Linked DNA regions of Gasterosteus aculeatus: region 1 is linked to region 2. The links are chromatin contacts, called in public Hi-C maps. All regions are on one chromosome and are shown on one strand. The core of a region is the stretch at or near the end of the contact, and the rest is flanking DNA. Distances in the headings are between cores, read along the strand shown. Region 1 has its middle 5.0 kb from the start of LOC120835425. Region 2 overlaps grip2b (glutamate receptor interacting protein 2b).

The links. A called contact is a pair of places that touch in the nucleus more often than the background predicts.
Region 1: a contact with region 2 is called in a Hi-C map of skeletal muscle, with 4 times the contacts expected there. The contact joins two enhancer-like sites. A contact is called at or near these places in 3 of 6 Hi-C or Micro-C datasets (skeletal muscle and whole body).

What each region holds. Positions count from the first base shown.
Region 1 is chr17:1,606,523-1,612,128 of fGasAcu3.hap1.1, reverse strand. No RefSeq gene overlaps it. Among protein-coding and RNA genes, the nearest start is that of LOC120835425, 5.0 kb to the left of the region's middle. Within about 2 kb of position 3,343, at least 2 of the 9 cell types and tissues checked have open chromatin away from gene starts, as enhancers often do.
Region 2 is chr17:1,499,402-1,505,830 of fGasAcu3.hap1.1, reverse strand. It overlaps grip2b (glutamate receptor interacting protein 2b), which reads right to left. Exons shown (of 25, transcript XM_078092696.1): 13 at 5,937-6,082; 14 at 5,251-5,331; 15 at 4,454-4,517; 16 at 4,236-4,381; 17 at 3,410-3,554; 18 at 2,135-2,286; 19 at 1,831-2,025; 20 at 1,584-1,740; 21 at 853-967; 22 at 1-41. Among protein-coding and RNA genes, the nearest start is that of LOC120835766, 31 kb to the left of the region's middle. Within about 2 kb of position 3,595, at least 4 of the 9 cell types and tissues checked have open chromatin away from gene starts, as enhancers often do.

The DNA.
Region 1 (5,606 bases), core at 2,094-4,593, 110 kb before region 2:
CGTGTGCCTCACATGGTAAACCAACATTTAGATATTTCAAAACTATAAATGTGTTAATAAGATAAGACAGTTAAAATTTAATGAAATAAGGTATAAGCGGATTAAATAATCAAAACCAACAAATAAGACATCTTACTACTCGCCGTTGTGTGTAAATACTACCAGGAGGATAATTGTCACCTGAAAAAATAACTTAGAGAATAGAAAAAACACCTTTATCATAAGGAAAAGTAGTTATAATTCTCCCCCAGCTGAACCAGTTCACTGTGACCCAGAACTGGAATAAATTTAGATCGTCTTTGTCTTCCGCGGGACACGTTGAATCTTATAAATGCTCCACATCCATTTTGGGTAATGAAATGTTTCAATCAATACTCTAAAATAAGTTCTTCCTTTTCAAGTGCGTCGTTTTAATTGAACGTTTTGAGAGACTTGCAGCGTTGAATCCTGTCTGGGGGAAAGTTCCTCCCTCTCACCTCATAGAATTGAGATCATTTGACACGTCTTAATCTTGATTGGCCGGTACGACTTCACCTAGATTTGACTTTTGTTTCCTGCCCCCGGTTGTTGTTCCTCCAGAGGCGCCGGGTTCAGTTCTGATCAAATCAAAAGACCCGACGTGACGTAAATACTTCAATCATCTCGGACAAAACTTCTTTAGTGCAGCAGAGTTTCAGTGAATTTCAGGGATGACGTTGTTGTTTCCAGGGCAACTCGGCGGGATTTAGGGGCGGAGCCTCAGCCCAGTCAAACAACCACTACGGACGCAGTTCATCATGGCGTCTCCCCCCCCCCCCCACCATCCCCCCCCCCACGGCGGCTTGTGGGCCGCGGTCATGAACCCCGGTTCAGGGACTCTGCCGTCGCCATGTTGGAGCGGCCTGGCCGCGATGCACAGGTCCCCGCAGGCCTCGATCAACGCCGAAGGCCTCTTCGCTCCACGCGCCGCGCCGTCCACTAACGTGCAAAAAGACACCCGCAGAGAAGTGGAGGGAGTCACAGGTTTCCCAACGGCGGCTTCCGGGAGACGACAGGAAGCAGAACCAGAGGGACGAATAAGAGACGAAGACGTGAGGACGAGAGAATCCTTATTGAATGTGCACTTGAAGGACACGTTCTGCGAGTTTGGTCCGATTGGCTCGAGAAGCGTCTCCTGAGTCCCTGTTTCTGTCCACTGTGATACTTTTATTTTTTTGGAATGCAAAATAAACGTCTGTTTTCACAGAAATATTCAGTCTGTCTTTCAAAATAAAGGCCCGGCGTGGGTTGACTTGGATCAGGAAAGGATGAGGACCGAGGGCTGTACCGAGTCCCACAGAACCTCCCAGCATTCACAGCGAAGGTTACAAAAAGGAACGAGCTGTCATTCGTAGATATTATTTCTCTGTGGCTCATCCACATAGCGAGGGACTGATGCGTTGGACGTGTCCGACAAACGCAGATCTGTCTTTTGTTTCCTGAACCAAAAAAAACACCTTCCACGTCACTTCCAGCGAGGAGCCTCGACGAGCCGCCATCGAGGAGCGCGAGATACATCCTCCCTTGGAGCATGAACCCCGTTACCACAGTGTGCGTTTCTATCTACAGTGTGCGTTTCTATCCACGGTGTGCGTTTCTATCCACGGTGTGCGTTTCTATCCACGGTGTGCGTTTCTATCCACAGTGTGCGTTTCTATCCACAGTGTGCGTTTCTATCCACAGTGTGCGTTTCTATCCACAGTGTGCGTTTCTATCCACAGTGTGCGTTTCTATCTACAGTGTGCGTTTCTATCCACGGTGTGCGTTTCTATCCACAGTGTGCGTTTCTATCCACAGTGTGCGTTTCTATCTACAGTGCGCGTTTCTATCCACGGTGTGCGTTTCTATCTACAGTGTGCGTTTCTATCCACAGTGTGCGTTTCTATCCACAGTGTGCGTTTCTATCTACAGTGTGCGTTTCTATCTACAGTGTGCGTTTCTATCCACGGTGTGCGTTTCTATCCACAGTGTGCGTTTCTATCCACGGTGTGCGTTTCTATCCACGGTGTGCGTTTCTATCCACAGTGTGCGTTTCTATCTACGGTGTGCGTTTCTATCTACGGTGTGCGTTTCTATCCACAGTGTGCGTTTCTATCCACAGTGTGCGTTTCTATCTACAGTGTGCGTTTCTATCCACGGTGTGCGTTTCTATCCACAGTGTGCGTTTCTATCCACGGTGTGCGTTTCTATCCACAGTGTGCGTTTCTATCTACGGTGTGCGTTTCTATCTACGGTGTGCGTTTCTATCCACGGTGTGCGTTTCTATCCACGGTGTGCGTTTCTATCCACGGTGTGCGTTTCTATCCACGGTGTGCGTTTCTATCCACGGTGTGCGTTTCTATCCACGGTGTGCGTTTCTATCTACGGTGTGCGTTTCTATCTACGGTGTGCGTTTCTATCTACGGTGTGCGTTTCTATCTACGGTGTGCGTTTCTATCCACAGTGTGCGTTTCTATCTACGGTGTGCGTTTCTATCTACGGTGTGCGTTTCTATCCACGGTGTGCGTTTCTATCCACGGTGTGCGTTTCTATCCACGGTGTGCGTTTCTATCCACGGTGTGCGTTTCTATCCACAGTGTGCGTTTCTATCTACGGTGTGCGTTTCTATCTACAGTGTGCGTTTCTATCCACGGTGTGCGTTTCTATCCACAGTGCGTGTTTCTGCAGGTCCATGTGCACGATGAAGCCGTTGTGTAGAACCTAATATTTTGGATCTACTGTGCGAATACGTGTGAACGATTACACGTATGTGTGACACTCATGAACAAACGGAAGTTCTTCCCTCAGCGGTTCTCAGTCCAGAAAGCAGCAGGTTCCTGTTTATTTGGGGACTGTCTGAACACAGGAACAAAAGAGGACGTTGAACCGGGGGGGACGGGGGGGCGCTGTGTCTTTACGTCAGGCAACGTGTTTATTCTTAAAATAACACGCGTGTAATGAGACAAAGTTTTATTAATCACAGTTAGTGATATAGACTTCTACGGTCCAGAGAACTGGAGGTTATGATCTGAAACGAGAAGACAGTCCCAAAAAAATATAAGAAAACATCATTGAGAAGCCCGACGACAGAAGACAAACAAATCCTGAACCTTGTTAAGTGATCTCAGGAAAACTATGGTGGAAACTTAACTAAAGTAAACTACTGAACCAGAATCAGGGACAAGTAGAGTCATTGAGCTAAAGAGACACAAACCCGGGGGGTGAAGTCACTTTGACAGACGGTGATTTCTAACGACTAATAAGCCGTTGTTAGTCTGAGTGAAGAGGAGAACAAAAGCAATAAAGGCTCCGCTTGGTGACTCACCGCGTCGCCGTGGAGACGGCCGGGCCCCGTCTCCTCCATCCCAGGACGCTGTCTGCGGCCTTCTGGGAAATCTGCGAGGACGAGCACATGGCCGCGCTCGCAGCTGACTGTCGACTCAGCGGAAAACACGATGAGCTCCTGGAGAGGAGGAGCGGAGTGTGTGTGCGTGTGTGTGTGTGTGCGTGTGTGTGTGTGTGCAGCTTGGCCTGCTATCAACAACCAGTAACAACAGAGAATTTAAAGCACAACTCGAAAATGTACAAATTCTTTGCATCAAAAACCAGCTCGCAGACTTTTATTTAGCATAAAAAAACACAAACATGGGATGAATTTGTAGAAACGAACGCTTTAAAGATGAAGCAGCTGCTCGTGAGCCTTTCTGGCTCCTCGTGTAACGTCAGTGGTTTCTGGGTCTCTTGGGTTTCCGTTCCGCTCCCTGATAAAAACTCAAGTCACATTTACATTTATTAATCATACTGAGGGTATTTTAGTACACGAAGGATCCGCATATGAAATATCATCCGGGTCAGAAAATGGTAGAACGTGGACCAAGGGAGGACCGGGACAAAGGGACAGAGCGGGACAGAGAACGACAGAGATGGACAGAGCGGGACAGAGCGGGACAGAGAACGACAGAGATGGACAGAGATGGACAGAGCGGGACAGAGAGGGACAGAGAACGACAGAGAGGGACAGAGATGGACAGAGCGGGACAGAGAGGGACAGAGAACGACAGAGAGGGACAGAGAACGACGAGTCTGAGCTCCAGTTTCTATAAGCTGTCCGTCTGAGGCCGCGCTCCACTTTCTCTCTAAATTTAGGCTGAAATGTCCTCAAAGAAATCAGCCGCTGCAGAAGAGTTACGAGCTCGAGGTTTGCCGTCCTGGGACACACACGCACACGCACACGCACACGCACACACGCACACCCGCGTTAGCGCGTCTCTACTTCTGAGGACCGTCGCTGCCGTGATGCATAAAACGTGTCTGACTCACGATTCATACTTTCCGTCTCCGAGGGTCCACGAGGCTCCTCGTCCACGTCGCCTCCCCCTCGGCGTGGACGTCCGCCTCCAGCAGACAATCTATTTCCATCAACGCCATTTTCTTTTCACCCGTTAGCAGCGCAGCTAACTAGCCAGCCGCTACATGAGAACGATTTCATTTGAAGAAACCTGTCACACTGTCATTCCCAGATCGGTGACATCGTTCTTTCGCCTTATTTTCTGTGGTGGGATTATAATTCCTAATTAAAGCATGTCTGCTGTCTGCTGGTCTGTCCAACGAAGACATGAAGGTCCACTGTCCCCAGATGGGAAGTCCTTACGTGTCCTCTAGCACAAAGACTGAGATGTACCTTTTGGCTTATTGATGTCTAAATGTCTAAATGTCTCCACCATCTTGTCTCGCGTCTGCCTGCAAAAACCACGATGGCGACGGCCAAATGCACATTTTCTTATTTTAAAGAATAAAAACACTTTCACGTCCCACACTTTATTCTCACACAACCTTTGTTTTATCGATTCACACCTGGAAAAGCTCCGATCCACACTGGGCAAAGTCTGCCAGCCAGAAACCGCTCAGCAACAGGGGTCGTGAGAGGGAACTCAGACAGCTTGTTACACAAACATGACATCCGGATCTCGCAAATCGCGCTGAGGTACGAAGGAAAGACACAGGCCTACGGGCCTCTAGCTACAGGGGGTTAGCCTTTAGCTAACCTTTACCACCTAAATGTCGCACCTGCAAATGACGAGCGTCTCTCCAGCTGTTTGCGGCGGGCAGCTGGACCCTCCTGCGCCGTCTCAGCCCTGCGGGATGGTCCCCGTCTGCGGGGGGGCTTCAACATTCAAAAAGGAACCGCTGACATTCACGGGCCGTTTTGTTTTGGAGGGGGGGTTGGTTTTCGGCAGCGGGGGGTGTACGAGGTGCAGGTGCAATGTTCTGCCTGTGAAGAAAGACCATCAATACTTTGCTGTCAGACGGCCTTCGAGGATGTGGCTCCCACTTTATTTCCTGTTAAATGAAGAAACCTCCGGAATCATTTATTGCCATAATATGTAATAATAATGAAAGCAACAAGCTCAACGACATTAAGAAGGATGACGTGAGAGCAGCAAAAACCGGAAGCATCCGCTGAAGTCATATTCTGTGGATTGCAGGGAGACGTGTTGTTGTGGACCATAAAGTGGAGTACGCCGCAGGGCGGGGCTTACAGTGAGTGACAGGTCGCTGTCGCTCCTCCCCGTCCCAATTATGGCGGAAACAAACACGCGCGTGATCCA
Region 2 (6,429 bases), core at 2,346-4,845:
TCTACACCCAGACTGATGGCTGTTCCTGTCATGATGGAGGCCTGCACACACACACACACACACACACACACACACACACACACACACACACACACAATCAATCAATTGGATGATTAGTGTTAGTGTTAATCATTTTAGCTGCCATATATCAAAAGGTAAATGAAAGAGTATCGTGTTGCAGACTGCTGTGTTGAAGAAGACTTGAGACCATAAACTCATGTTTACAATGTTTACTGGGGGGAATAAATCCAGAGAGAAGTAGAGTCATTTCCTCATAGACGTCTATGGGAGCAGAGGAGTCGCCCCCTGCTGGTCACTACAGAGAAGTAGAGTCATTTCCTCATAGACGTCTATGGGAGCAGAGGAGTCGCCCCCTGCTGGTCACTACAGAGAAGTAGAGTCATTTCCTCATAGACGTCTATGGGAGCAGAGGAGTCGCCCCCTGCTGGTCACTACAGAGAAGTAGTCATTTCCTCATATACGTCTATGGGAGCAGAGGAGTCGCCCCCTGCTGGTCACTACAGAGAAGTAGAGTCATTTCCTCATAGACGTCTATGGGAGCAGAGGAGTCGCCCCCTGCTGGTCACTACAGAGAAGTAGAGTCATTTCCTCATAGACGTCTATGGGAGCAGAGGAGTCGCCCCCTGCTGGTCACTACAGAGAAGTAGAGTCATTTCCTCATAGACGTCTATGGGAGCAGAGGAGTCGCCCCCTGCTGGTCACTACAGAGAATGCAGCTTTATGACACTTTGAATCAACTTCACTCGACTTCGGAGGTTTCTGTGAATGACAACTGTGACCAACAGGTCGCTTTGTGTTGCGGCACGTGAGGGGGGACGGGGGGGTTCTGACCTCGATCTCTCTAAGGAGTTCCGACTGGCCGCAGGTCTCCAGGTCCTCCAGCGCCTGACACCAGAAGCTGTCATCTGGATCCAGCAGAACGCCGTCCACTTGTTGGCCAATAAATCTGTCACAAAGACAGCAAGCTGCTCTGAAATGACGAGGTGAACATACGTGTGGGGAAACACGCATGTTCTGCACGTCCGGGCTCCAGTCAGCTGGGTAGCAGTATGAACAGAGCCGGGGGGGAACACGGGTTTAATCCAACACGGGTAATCTTTTAACGCTCAATGTCCTTGACTGACGAGATTAATTCAGTTTCACTGCACAGCGGATTTTTTTTTTTTCGCCTCATCCTCCGTCTCTCCGCCTCCGCTAGTGTTACGTGATCGCAGCGAACGCCACTATCCTCCCAAGGCTTAGCTGACTCACGCACACACACACACACACACACACACACACACACACACACACTGATTCTGCTTAGTCAGCCTCGCGGGCTCCATGACTCAAACCCCACTGCGACGTCTCCCAGAGACCTGGATCACCAGCGACCTCTCGGATCCAATTCAACGTCCTGCTTTTAAGACTGAAGCAGGTTTCTGGGATGGAAAGTAATCGAACTTTAAGCGTGCGAGAAACAACGTTACTCAAAGTTCTGCCGGGTGAAAACATGGCGGTTCACTCGGCTGGTACAAGGAGACGACGTGACGGCGGTGAGAAGACGAGAAGACGAGACGCACCCAGCTGGTTTGTCCCAGTCGTCCTCGCTGAAGCCTCCGTCACTGAAGGGGTAGTTCTTCCGGCGCCCAGGTGGGGTCGTGGTGCCGCGCTGCTGCTTGGCACTGCGCCACTCGTGGGGGTGGAGGGCGACGCCTGCGGCCTGCTGGTTGTACATACCTGCGGGGGGGGGGAGGGGGGGGGGGGTCTTTGTTACGCTATCGTCGGCCCACTTTGCCGAGCCGCCGGCGGAGCGTTTAGGGGCGTTACCCTGGCTGCCGTAGCCGGCGTCCAGGCCCGAGCCGTCCCAGGACTCCATGGCCGAGTCCACGCTGGGGACGGTGGTGGAGTAGAGCTCCGACAGCTTGCTGGTCTGCTGGCTGTCCGTCAGGTCGTCCTCCTCGGGGTCACTCAGCTCGTTCTCCGTGGCGTCCTCGCCCTCGGCCGCTTTCCTCTCCTCTGCGTCTGGGAGTTTGAAGGAGACGTTTTGTTTTGACACCTTTTACACCTGAGGCCAAGGTGTGTGTGTGTGTGTGTGTGTGTGTGTGCGTGTGTTGTGTCGTGGTGTCGTTACCGTCACTCAGGCTGTCGAGCTGCTTCTTAATCTTCAGGGTGACCGTCTCCCCGGCCATCTGCAGCAGGTGGATGGCTTCGCTCAGCGGTTTGCCCTTCAGACTCACGCTGTTGATGGCCAGGATCCGATCCCCTACGTGGATAGCCCCTGTCCTGGACACGCACACGCACACGCACACACACACACACACACACGGTGAGTCTAATACATCGCCAGCAAGCAGGAGATCAAAAGTACATCGCCATCCACCCAATAACGTGCTGTCAGTCCAGATGAATCTGTCCTTTTCCTTCTGCTTATACAGACTCAGGTTGTGTGGGGGGGGGGACGGGGGGACGGGGGGACGGGGGGGGGGATCAGCCTGCTCTGATGGAGCCGTGTTGTCTCCCCGTGCACCACGTGCACCTCAGAGATCGCAGGAAGAAGCAGTCGCTGCGATCGTGTTCGTTCCGGTCATTTACGGGCTGTCAGCCAACAGGAAGTGGAGCGGGAGGTGGAGGTCACTGCGTGCGTTGTGTGGAAGCGTGTCGGGGGGCCGAGCGGATGCTCATGACTCTTATGTCACGGCCCCTTCGCTCTGGTTACTGTGGTTACCAGTCCTTATCTCTTATTGTTTCACATCTGTCGGGTCGTCTTCATCCTCATCTTACTTCCTGTGGCTTCTGGATGGGATCGTAACACAACGTAACACAATCCAAGTAGAGCAGACTTTATATATACTCTAATATATATATATATATATATATATATATACATATATCTGTATATATCTGGCACCAGAGACAGAAAAGCCTCAGAGACAGAAGAAGAAATGTCCTCCATGCGACTGGGACACATGAGAGGGTGCGAACGTGGGACCGCCGCCAACGCAAACCTCCCCCTCCCAGGACAGGATTCCAGAGCTCTGAGGAATGGCGTGTTCACCGATCTAAATATAAAAGGCCATGGAAACACAGACCAGCTGAGATTAGCTCGTGTGTTTTGATGCTTTTTAAGTGCCTTATCAGAGTCACGCAGTAGAACAACGCTTGAGTGACGGGACACAATGTTCCTCATCGCCGACCCGGTAGGAGGAACATCGTGTCCTTCGATCTATTTAACTCAGATAAAGGAATTCTCCTCAGCGTTGCTGTTGTTGTGGTTTCACAATGAGGATGAAGACAAGAAGTTATGGTTTAATTCCATATCTCGTAAATGGATAACGGCCCAGAAGTAGCGTGCGTGTGCGTGCGTGTGCGTGTGCGTGCGTGTGCGTGCGTGTGCGTGTGCGTGCACCTCTCAGCCAGGCCCCTCTTGGTCAGGCCCGATATCGTGATGGGGTCGAAGGGCTCCTCGGTGCCGGAGATGGTGATACCCAGAGGGCCTCCGTAGCGCTTCAGCTCCACCGTGTAGATGATGCTGCCCGACGTCTCCTGCTCATCTGATGCACACACACACACACACACACACACACGTTAAGACCTATTCAGTCCACCGTGTGATACCGCATCACGTTATAAGATCATGCAAAATGCTTCTACGCAGAAGTGGGTCAAAACTCCTTCCAGAGACAACAAAGGCAAAGAAGACACTGTTTCCATGGCAACTGGGGGAAAAGAACGCCTTGTCACCGTGGAGCATGAACACATAATGTAACATATTTACACCCCGCGTGAGTCCGTGTGCACGGGTCATATCATCCGAGTCATAGTCGGGATTACACGACCTCGTGTCATTGTGTTTCTTTACACGGCGCCACACACACACGTGTTGATTGAATCCACCTGTCGTTTCCAAGAAGTGAAACGGGTCCTCGACTGGTACAAAATGTAAAACCCAACCAGCATTTATCATCTCAGTCCATTCCTTCCTCTTCCTTAACGCTACGGGTCTCGGGGCCTTTAATAGATTGCGTTTAGGCGCACGTCTCTGATTGACCACGCAGGAGCCGCCTCAGGAGTCCAGCAGAGGGCGACAGCGGCCCCCCGTGGCCAACAGCTGCTACTGCATCTCCTCAAAGCTGCTGCTGAGCCAGGCCAACATGTGTTTAACCACATATAAGAAACAACAAAGCATCTGGAGACGAGTTTCCCTCGTGGAATCACCCCCCCGCCCCGTTTACCCGAGTTGTCTTCGTCTTTGCGTATCTTCAGCTTCACCAGCTCCTCGCACTGCTGCAGGATCTGCTCGGCGTCCTCCCTGGAGCAGTTCTCCAGCCGCACGTTGTCGATGGCCAGCAGCTTGTCGCCGGGCTCCAGCGTCCCTGTTCTGCAGGAGGGTGGAACCGTGTTAGCACTCGCAGAGCGGCGGTGCTGATCAGCAATCGGTGGACTGAGGTACCTGTGGGCCATGCTGCCCTTCTTGATGTCAGAAATGATGAGCGCCTCTCCTTGCTTCTTACTGGCTGCGGACGAGGACGACATCACACGGTGACACAGAGCGTTGATTTCAAATATACACAAGCCACATTATTGTTAACGAATATGATAATAGTTACAATGACAATATCATAACAGAAGATCCTCCTCCTCCTCCTCCACCCTGTAGGATGCAGTTTAATACGTGATGATACGTTGATCTTTCTCTCGGATCATTACAGCTGTATATAAATATACATACTATAGTGTGTTATTAAGGTGTGCGGGTCCTCTCCCGGTCAGCAGTGAACTCTTATACTCAGAAGGTGGCTCCATCGCACCATCCTCTGCCTCAGTTATTCACACAGCAGCATCGTGAAGTCAAAATATAAACCTCTTTTTGATTTGGCTCATAAATGCAGCTTGATGCCACCAAATATCACTTTATGATGTATTATTACAGATAAAGTAATGAAGCCTTCACATTGTTACACAACTACGTTCACTCTTAGTGCATCGACTTTATTTGAATTCTAATACTTTTACTTTGACGTACAGTGGAGTACTTCTACACAGTTCTCTCTGTAATACTTATTGATGTACTTCAACGTCTTCTATCCAAATATTCAAATCAGCTGTCACTCGCCAATGTCACGCTCGCCCGACCGGAGGCCGATCACGGCAAGGAAGAGGCGGGCTTACGTTGCCGGTGACTTCCTGCCTCGACATCGTTGAGGTGATTGACAGCTACGGCGAACCATGTGGCGTGCGTGTTCTTACCACTGATGGTGAGCCCCAGCTCCACCCCTCTTTTCTTGGGCAGTTTGACGTGGAACGTCCCGCTGCTCGGCACCACCGACTCTGAGACACAAACACACGCGACAATACGAACACGTCCTCTCCTCTTTCGTTCCACAGACGTTGCTGTGCCTCAGAGCGCCAGCAAGTAGACGACGTTTAACACGTTATTTTCAGAGTAACGGTCTCGCTGGGGATTCGCCGGCATCGCGGTTCAACGGCAGGCTGAGGAACTCTACCTCTGTTTAGAGATAATGACTTCTGACTCATTAAGTGATGCAACATCATGAAAGGCAACAAAGGAAAAGGCGGACGAGTAACCGGCGAGCTGCGATGAAGAGGAGATCACGAGGAGCAACAGGTACTGATAAGAGGTTTGCATGTATAGACGTTGCAACGAAGCTCCGTGTTTATATTTCAGCTTCTGCTTCCTGTCACGTGAGGACTCAACGGGCTTTAGAGTCACAATTAAACAAGCGTGTGTGTGTTTTTATCTTTAGCGGTCAGAAGGACTCGCCACGCTCAGCGGGCTGAACACTGGCTTTAAATGGCGTTAAACACCAAGGAGGAGCTTTGACGGGCATCGTGGACAACGGGAGACACACTGCGTCGACGCGTCAATGAGCTTTTGCCGACAGCTTCGGCCTATTTCCACCGACTTCACGGACCTGCAACGTCGAACTCTACGTCCAGCGAGACCTTGTTGGTCAGCGCCGCGTCCCGCAGCAGCTGATTGGCCTCCTCCAGGGTTCCGTCTTCCGTGGGGATCCCGTTGATTGACAGGAGGCGGTCTCCGACCTGCAGCAGGCCGCACCTGCAACGGGGGGGGGGGGGGGGGGGGGGTTACCGCGGCGATGAGGAGGCGAGGAAGCATTCGACGGCCGGGTCGATACGCAGCGGTTTAGGCAGCCATGATATCCACATATCCAGGAGGCCACTGGTGGGCCAATAAGGGATCATCGAGAAAAACATTCAGAAATAAAACATGTTTATCATCCGTGACTGTTTGAATGTGATGAAACGCTCACTAAAGGGGAAAGCAGAAGGGAAACGCGGCGGCGTACTAATCCTCACAGTGAGAATGTCTGTGATTTTGTTAAACAGAAGAAAGCAGAAGAGACCTCAGACCCCCTGTTGTGTCACCGCATTCTATCAGCGATT